2 separate regions of the Zea mays genome follow, and region 2 is linked to region 1. Evidence: chromatin contacts called from public Hi-C data. All regions are on one chromosome and are shown on one strand. Each heading gives the region's core, a stretch centred on a gene start, on an enhancer-like site or on the middle of the called end of the contact. The rest is flanking DNA. Distances are from core to core; before and after follow the strand shown.

Region 1 (4,727 bases), core at 597-3,096:
AGTGGCGGTCCTAGGCGATGTTGGCGAGTGGCGGCCCGAGACGCAAGTGTCGTGGCGGCCGTGACGGCCCTAGGCGCGAGCAACGGTGGCCGTGTCTTCCCGAGGTGCGAGCGGTGGTGGCAACCGCGACCTCCCGAGGCGTGATCGGTGGTGGTGGCGACGACGTTCCGAGGCACGAGCGGTGTTGGCTGCGGTGAACGTCTTTGGTGCATCCAAAGACAACAATCTCCTCCGATGCGGCGCGTCGGAGGGCGTCCTCCTTCAACGACCACCTTCGATCTGATGGCGTGATCGGTGGTGGAGGCGTCTTTGATCTGGCGACCTCGGGATCGTCCTCCGGTGACGAGCTATCTGATCCATGTTTACGCCATCAATGATTATGGTTTATGCCTGCTACTTACACTATTTATGCATTTTAGTGACGATTTTTACGATGATGAATACAATTTTTTTGTTTCCCATAAAATTGTCCCTAATTACCACGGGGGCTGTTAGTTGAACCCATATTAGATTTTTTTTATCAATGCTACATGGTGTATGTATTTATACGACTTTGTATAAGAATTTATGCCCGCTGTGAATCATGTCATCCTATTTTTTTTGCATGCGTGCAGTGAAAACAAAAATATCATCCAAAATTTACGCGCATGCAATGAAAACTCTCACGATCTACCATATATTTTTTGGATCTGAATAAGAATAGAAACCGCTTGCATTCGACTACCATAAAAAATATGATCGTGAATACAACGTGTCAGAGTTATCAACCTCTCTTATATGGCTCGGTATTTATGCACATAAGTGATGGGTTTTATGCTTAAAACTTAAGGTATTTACGCTCGAATTTAGAGATGTGTCTACCAGCGTACCACATGGCAATTTTTTATGTAGTGTTCTGTATTGCATAAATATCAAGATTGTGTATCATAATTAGTATCACTATATATTATAAACTGGTTTTAACGAGTTTAGTTGCATGGCTGTTAGAACGATAATATATTTATGGAGGAAATGCAACATTTAAAATAAGATTTTATTGTTTCCATGCATGCCAATAAATTTCCTTTCATCGCATATTTATGTCATCCTAAATTTATGCGCATGCAATAAAAAACATATTTTTACACAGTGTACCGACTTGCATAAATACATAGAACGTGTAGCATAATTAGTATCAGTAAATATCATAAATTGGTTCTAACGAGCCTAGTTTTATGTTTGTTGGAGCAATCTTATATTTATGGAGTCATCCAATTTTCGCGCGCATGCAATGGTAAAAGAATGTCATCTAAAATTTGGGCATGTGCACGTGGTCTAATAGCTGGACGAGTTTTTATGCTATCTTTATAAACTATTTACGTTATTTGCGTAAAAAACAGAATCGCAATTTATAGCAGGAGGTTAGTTGTTGGATCATGAATTTGCCTAATGCACGTGAGTTGACCTAGTACATAAGCGAGGGACGCACTTCACAGCCTGATGTGGGATGTAGTTAAACGTACTGGTGTGATTTAGTCAGGTCGAAAGTGGTCGATCAGTGTCTCCTCGAACATTTGGAAGGCAGAGTATATATAAGTGGTTAAAGTCAAAGACGTCCATACTGAGGACAGATTCAGATTCAGAGAGGGCGGACCGGACGCCTCGCTGTACGCCGTAGATACACGTCCCTAATCGGCTAATCCCGTAATCCGGGCCCGTGGGTACAGTGGCGGTGGCCGTAGCGGTACGTGCCGCGCTGCCCAATTCTCGCCGGCTGCATCATTAAAGTCTGGGGGCCCCGTGGCATGGGGACGGGACGGGTTCACCCACCCCTGCCGCTGTCGGCCGATGCATTGCACCGCGGACCGCCCTCGACTCGCCTCGCCGCAGGGGGTCACGGTCACGCCGCCTCCCTCCGCTGCCGGCCTGCTCAGCCTCCCTCCGCCGGTCCTTTCCCACGGTCCACACGCGATCAAAAGCGCAAAAGCCAACCCCGACGAAACGACGAGACGGATACGAGTGATAGACTGATAGCTAACGCTACCCACAGCAGCAACTATACCAGCCAGCGGACCCCGACGCCGCCCCAAGCCCCCAGCAGGCTGCAGCCCCTGCGACATAGTGGGGGAGCGGGTCTTCTTGAGCGGCGTCGCTCTCACGTACGGCGTCGGGTACTCGTCGCGGCGGCAGGGAGCTAGGGGCAGGCATGCGCTGATGGAATTCAGGGGCCAGGAGGAGGAGGAGCAGCCCGTCTCGGAGGAGATGGGCGCCAGCTCCGCGCCGTCGTCCGCCCCCACCCCCGCCCCGGGGAACCAGGACCACGCCGCCGAGGCGAGGTACCACGAGTGCCTGCGGAACCACGCGGCGGCGCTGGGCGGCCACGTCGTCGACGGCTGCGGGGAGTTCATGCCCGGGGACGGCGACAGTCTCAAGTGCGCCGCATGCGGCTGCCACCGCAGCTTCCACCGCAAGGACGACGCGCGCCGCCGCCACCACCAACTCATGCTCCCGGCGACCGCGACGTCCTCTCGCGTCCCGCTGCTCCTGCCTCCGCCCCACCCGCACTACGCGCCGCCGCCGTTCCCGTACCACGGCACGCCCAGCGGCGGCGGCGGCGGCACCGCCACCGAGTCGTCCAGCGAGGAGCGCGGCCCGCCGTCCGGGGCCGCCGCCGTGCAGGCGCAGGGCCACGTCCGGCGGAAGCGGTTCCGGACCAAGTTCACGCCGGAGCAGAAGGAGCAGATGCTGGCGTTCGCGGAGCGCCTCGGCTGGCGGTTGCAGAAGCAGGACGACGCGCTGGTGCAGCACTTCTGCGACCAGGTCGGCGTGCGCCGCCAGGTATTCAAGGTCTGGATGCACAACAACAAGCACACCGGCAGGAGGCAGCAGCCGCACCTGCCGCCGCCGCAGGGGCAGCAACAGCCCCAACAGCAGCCGAAGTAGCCACGGTGGGAGACAAGGCTCAGCAGTCAGCAGCACCATCACAGCCACGCCACCATTTGCTTAATCCCCCGCCTCATTTTTTTATGGGCTCCGAGAGGTGTGGGATTAAACAAGGGAAGTGAAGGAGGGCTCCTATCCTCTCTTCCCTTCCGTTTTTGGGTTTCACCTTATCCTTCATTTTTTGTAGTCACTTCTTTCACCATTGTCTTTTGCCTCACCATTCTTGTCTGCACATCTTTGATTTCTTCTGTTCCTAGTTCGGGGGATCAATTGGAAGGAGGAAGAGGCACTGTGCATGCTTCGTAGCTACATTCCTGCTACCTTGTTGCCATTTGACCCCCCCTCGGACAGCAAGATTAACCAATCTAATAAGATCTCTCTACTTTGCTCTGAAATTCTTCCGTATCTTCACTTAATCACTAGAGGGTGTAGCTGGTGGTCTCTCCTCCCTTCTAATATTGCAACATTTCCATTTAGTTAAGCTTGAAACCCAGCATAAACTAATGGCCATATAATGGTATGATAATCTTGAGTTCTCTTCTGCCAGTTGCTAATTAGAGAGTAGCAGCCAACATCTGTGGCTAGGATATTCTAGAGGAGAAAAGGCTGGATGGAATGCAGTGGAGATTGGAGAACAACGCTTGCATGCACGCCATTAGAGAGACGTACTCGGAGGTTGCATCAAATGCTCGTTGCTTTGTCTTTGCGCGTGCGTGTGTGTTTGCCATTCAATTGGAGGTGTACTTGCCTGCTGCAGTGCCTTAAGATTTAGACTGTACTTGGCTGTAGTTGCATCCCATTACTGCCATGCATGGAGGAGGGAGTGTCATTTTCCAGACCTGATTGATTCCATTAATGGAGGCCTGGAGCTCCATGTCAGTCTGGTCCGAGACGGGCGGCCGGCCGGTCACGTACTCACATGGCTGCTGTCGCATGCTTTACTCGCCTCTATCACTCTACCTTCCAGAAGCTAAAGGATTTTACAAGGATTTCGTTTCATCAAATCGTGAGGCCCATGCTGCAAGAGAGGAGGCCCATGCTGCAAGAGATGAGGCGGTTGAGAGGCAGATAAGGATGTAACGGCTGCGCTCCAAGAAAATTGCAATCCATGAAAGAGGAAGAAAAAAAAACGGATAATGAGAAACGTGGCATCACAGGATTTTGGTTCTCTGGTACCATTCGCTCCAGTTTCGCGCACGAGTCCGCAAATCTGGTTTCTTTTTGTCCTGTTTTATTCGAAAGCTAATCGCCAAATCTGGACAGCAGTTTTGCCAAACCAGTTGAAAAGGACATGGAGAACACATAGTACCACTAAACCTCCTACATCCAGATGTGATACTGGAATTTTTTTTTCTTCGACAACATACCCTACTGCGGCGGTACTATTAGGGAACAAGTTGTGGCATAGAAAAGTTACTGCTGTGGGGAAAAGAAAGTAGAGATATGTCTTCTTACTGATAATAATAGGCTGGGCCCCTCGCCCTCGGAAATTTGGATAAAGATGCATCTGTTATTTACTGTGTTCTTCAACTATTCAGCTCATTTGTTGGGCTTAACATCGATTTGATGTGCAGAAGCAGGTGATGATTTCTCCCTATCAAAGGTCAGTCAGTTTTGGTGTCTGGCAGGCACGGAACTCAGTGCCCCTGGACTTGTGCACAGCTGTTGAACTTTAGCCCATCATGGTGCTTCTGAATGATCGATCAGTCCCATCAGTCTCTGTTAAGTTTTGTCTTCTCATCTGCACTTCTGTCAGGTCTTAATAATAACCCAGGATGACGCTGAGAGCGCTGAAACTGTTGAAA
Region 2 (4,727 bases), core at 654-3,153, 260 kb after region 1:
CGGACACTGTCCGGTGCCCCCTTCTGACCGTTAGCTCTGCCACGCGTCGCGCGCGGATCACGCGGCTGACCGTTGGCCCGGCCGACTGTTGGCTCATAGGAGAGTCCGGTGCACACCGGACAGTCTGGTGAATTTTAGCCGTACGCCACCGACGAAGTCCCGAGAGCAGCCAGTTGACAGCCGCCAGCCTGGCGCACCGGACACTGTCCGGTGCACCTCCGGACACTGTCCGGTGCACCACCGGACAGTCCGGTGCACCCAGACTGCGCAGAGTCTTGGCCGCTTCGAGCCAAGCTTTTCCAATTGTATTTTCTTTGATTCTAGCACTTAGACAACCATGTTAGTACACAAAAACCAATGTACTAAGTCTAGAATCATACCTTTGTATTGATTTGCACCATATCCACCATTTGACATAGTTTATCATTTAAGCACTTGTGTTGGACACTAAATCACCAAAATACTTAGAAATGGCCCAAGGGCACATTTCCCTTTCAGAATCCACGGGTCAAATTGTCATCCCTAGGCACAGGGAGGATCGGCTGGAGACCTGGGAGCTTGACGGTGCGGAGCAGAGGACAGGGGGACACCTGTCAGCCGGTGTGGGCAGAATGAGGGGAGACAGAACCACGGAGTCAGACTACCCCTTACGTTTTTAATAAATAGTAGAGAATATATAGCAGAGATAGAGACAGAGGAGGGATAGAGATGTAGGTCTCAATTACCCTAATACTCCATTTGGACGTAGACATTGAAGCACAAAATTAGGAATTGGAATTGGCTTTTTTGAATTCTATTGTTTAGTTGCACATGGAATTTTGATTTGGAATCAGAGACCCAATTTTCTGGAATTGGACTATAACTAGAAACTTCCTCTCTCGGTACAGAGCGTCACCCCTTTGAACTGCATGGAATTAGACCCCACAATTCTAAACTCCAATTCAGTGACATCCAAATAATAGAATTAAAATTACATCTCATTTCAATACTATGACTAATTTAGTACTGAACCAAATTTAATTTCATACCCGCCAATATCGACATGTAAAAGAGCGTAACCCTAATGAGGCCGAGCGGTTCCTCGACTGTCGCCCAGGGCGGCCGTGACCGTATGTAGCAGTCTAGCCATAGTTTACCCAAAAGCACTGTTTGCACTGTTTTTCACTGTAGACTGCACTGTTCGCAAAATGTAGTTTGAATATGGGCATGAGGACGAGTAAATAGCTGGAGATAGTCGGTGAGCCCGTGAGTGGTGAGTCCCGTGAGGATGCTGAGGCGATCTCAAGGGTTCATCGGCTCCCTCACCCTATCGACCATACGGTGCCTTGACCAGACCCCCTCGCCTCCAACGGCACCCCCTCCCCCTCTCCCTCACGCCGATGAGAGACTCATTTCCCCCTAGAAAGGTAATCTCCCCTGTTCACTAATCAATGAAAATAATTGCGAAATTAATCATTTTCAAGTTTAATTAGCAGATAACAATGTGTATTACAGTAGTATAAATATGATAATTGATAATATTTTTTAAAACTCTGAAAACTGATATATAAAAAGCAAATAGCTCAGTTAAAGATTAAAGAGGAACTGAATAGAGAGAATGGTTGGAGAGGAGGAGAAATAGAGGAAGAATAATGGAACAATTGGATCTATACCATTAAAAGATCCAAACTTTAGATATATACCATGAACCCCACATGTCATTGACTCATGTGGACCCACATGTAAGTGAGATAATAATGGTATGGATCCAAAGTGGTGATCTTTTAATGGTATGGATCCAAATTTCCCAAGAATAATTGAAGAGAAGGTATTTAAATATGAATAGAAAGTGCGAACAGTGGATTTGGGAGAGGAATGGTGGGAGATAGCGCCGTACCCCGTGGTCAGCCGCCAGTGTTTCGCACTTTGCTATTCAGCTTCGTTCTTCACCGGTTCACCCTAGCCGCCACCCCAACCCCCAGCGACAGGGACCTTCGCCGCCAGGCCGCCCCCAATCCCTAGCGACTGCGAGCACCGTCGCCAGGCGCCGTGCAGCGAGCGTCGCCGCCTGGCGAAGTCGCGCGACTCGTGCCCTGCAGCGAGCGCCGCTGTCCCGCACCCACCGTCGAACGGCTGCCGATGCCCAACGCCCTGCAGCGAGTTGCGCCGTCGTCCGCTTCCTCTCGCTGGTAACCTCGTGTTTCGATTTGGACAGATTGCTCGTGACTTGGTGTTGCGCCGCCGACCGAGCCTCCTTCCCCTAAGTCCCTAACCGTAAGTCCTAAATCTTGGTGAGTTCTGTTCATGTGCATTTGAGCTTACGCATCTATGATACGCGCCTTAGGGATTGTGATCTGTGATTAGGGGTTGTGAAATTGAGATGCCATTTTAGGGATTGTGGAAGTGTGAACTGTGCCTTACTGAAATCGAGATGCCATTTGAGCAAGTTTTCAACTATTTTGTTGGATTGGCGAGGTTATGAGACCTTTCCAGATACTTTATATCCGAATTGTTGGAAAATTATATTATGCTGGTGTATTACCGAATTGTGTATTGTTTTTACCCTATAGCGTATTGAATTTTTTTTATTAGGCCTACCCTAGTCCACCACCTGCCGCAGCTCTCGCCTCCGTCAAGATCCGAACCCCTCGCACGCGGCACGACCAAATCCTAGACACCTGATCCCAATGCGCAGGTGAGCCGCCTGCTTCCAGCGGCAATCCGCCCCCAATTTATTTCCCGCTATTTTTTTAATTGTGGTCTACTTTGTGCTGCTGATTCGATTGGTTCGGCGAACCTCGCAGGGCCCTCGGCAGAGAGACGTTACTGCGCCGGCACCGTGGATCGGCACTGCTGTGGCTAGCTGTAACGGCACTGGTCACAGGCACCATCTGCCTCTGGTCGTCCTTCTCCGTTGGCCTCCTCAGCACCTACAGGGTCCAGGTGTGCTCGCGTCACTCATGCTTGTTTCTATAGTGATTTCGTTGTGCTGTTTGTTCTGCTTGCCACTGGAGAGAAGACCGATAGCAATGTCATGAGAGTTAAGAGTGAAAGGTGAGAGGCTATGGCTATGCAGGTGCTGGTGCTAACCAAGGTACTTTGCAAAGAAAATCTCTAATGGACCATCTAAAACGAACTATTCTGCAAAAATTGACATAATTGGGCAGTGTATATGCCTAAGCAATAAGCATGAATCATGTTGTTTGAAACGGATGGAAAAGTTGCTATAATATATATGTAACAAATACATACTCCTTGTTCAAGAGATTGTAAGCAAGATTGTAAACTGTATCCAACGCAGAAGCACCTAATATGGTTACAGAGTATTACTGATGGGCTTACCTGCAGACTGCAGTAAGTTGCGATAGTTCTTTCCAAAGTTGTGTGAGATCCAACTTCTCCATAACTATTATTTTGCTTAATCAGCACCCCCAAGGATGTAGCTTACTGTTCCTGTGAAAAACTGAGAAACATAAACAATTAGTTTACTGCATTATAGTAGACCTGTAAACATTGACGCAGGCCAGCAGGTTACGACATAAATGTAAGGGCATTTGTAAAATTGACAGTTGGCACATGATGTTTCATAACCTCAGTTTTGCTAGCTGTAGGCTGTTAGGGAAGTGATGCATCGATGCATCACTACTGTTTATTGATTCTGATGAAAAGACTGGAGTAAGGATTTGATACATAACTATTAAAATCAAGTCAGCACAACGTATGGATCTATGCATCATATAAGGAATAATGTTAAAAATAAATGGCCCAATTTGTCTGAGACAAATTTTTGGTGCATCACTGATTGAGTTATGCTATATGCATGGAATTGAATTGTATGTACAACATTTATTTGAATTTTCTATCAAACTATATCTTGTACTGATATCAGTGCTACTACTCAAGGATGTTGTTGCAAATGAGTTGTGGAGAACCGTAGATTCAAATGGTTGGAGAGCATCTTCTGCACCACGCATCTGTTGGCCTCGTAAGTTTATCCAGTCCTATGCCATTCTGAGTGATGGCAAAATGAAATTCTGAAATGCAATCTCTCTACTTGCAGCCCCACCAGCTGAATCTGAGAGCAATGGGTACTTGCGTGTCTGGTGCAACGGCGGCTTGACCCAACAACGCAGTGCAGTATGACTAATATAAAAAACTGTCTCTAAAGTAGCATAGTTAACCATGCAAGTTTTGTGTATTCATGGCAACATAGCTGAGAGATTTAAGATTACTTCTGCCTTGATTTTGTAGATATGTAATGCTGTTGTCGTAGCACGAATCATGAATGCTACACTAGTGCTGCCAGAGTTAGACACAAATTCATTTTGGCACGATGAGAGGTACGTCTGTCTGAAATGTCTATGATGCAGGAAGATCATTGCATGCAAAGTTACCACAAAACCTGTGCTCTTTATTATTCCTTCTGTTTGAGCAGTATTTTTTTCTTCCAACAAAGTAAAAGCAGCCCCCCCCCCCCCCCCAAAGTGCTTTTTATGCCTAATGTACTTGGTATTACCATAAGATATTGACATAATCCATGTGTTTTATGTAGTCATGTTGATTAACTTTGTAGAAGTATTTGGGTCCAGGTGATAGTAGATAATTAGCACTTCGTAACCACTAGTCAGGTTATTGGAAAGTAGCATACTTCTAGAATGCTGAAAAGGTGTCTATATAAATTAATTTATTAAAATTTGCAGGGTTAGAATTTGTTTGGAAAGATTAGTTTGTTAATTGTTATAGTAGGA

The links. Hi-C and Micro-C count contacts between places; a contact is called where the count stands out from the background.
Region 2: a contact with region 1 is called in a Hi-C map of endosperm, with 1.7 times the contacts expected there. The contact joins the promoter of LOC100191988 here to the promoter of LOC100285902 in region 1. A contact is called at or near these places in 3 of 25 Hi-C or Micro-C datasets (endosperm and leaf).

What each region holds. Positions count from the first base shown.
Region 1 is chr6:177,666,135-177,670,861 of Zm-B73-REFERENCE-NAM-5.0, forward strand. LOC100285902 reads left to right here and starts at 1,847. Exons shown (of 1, transcript NM_001158791.2): 1 at 1,847-3,313. The coding sequence starts at 2,194. The coding sequence ends at 2,922.
Region 2 is chr6:177,923,392-177,928,118 of Zm-B73-REFERENCE-NAM-5.0, forward strand. LOC100191988 (root hair specific 17) reads left to right here and starts at 1,904. Exons shown (of 11, transcript NM_001176452.1): 1 at 1,904-2,253; 2 at 2,572-2,674; 3 at 2,784-2,922; 4 at 3,883-3,964; 5 at 4,040-4,116; 6 at 4,207-4,319.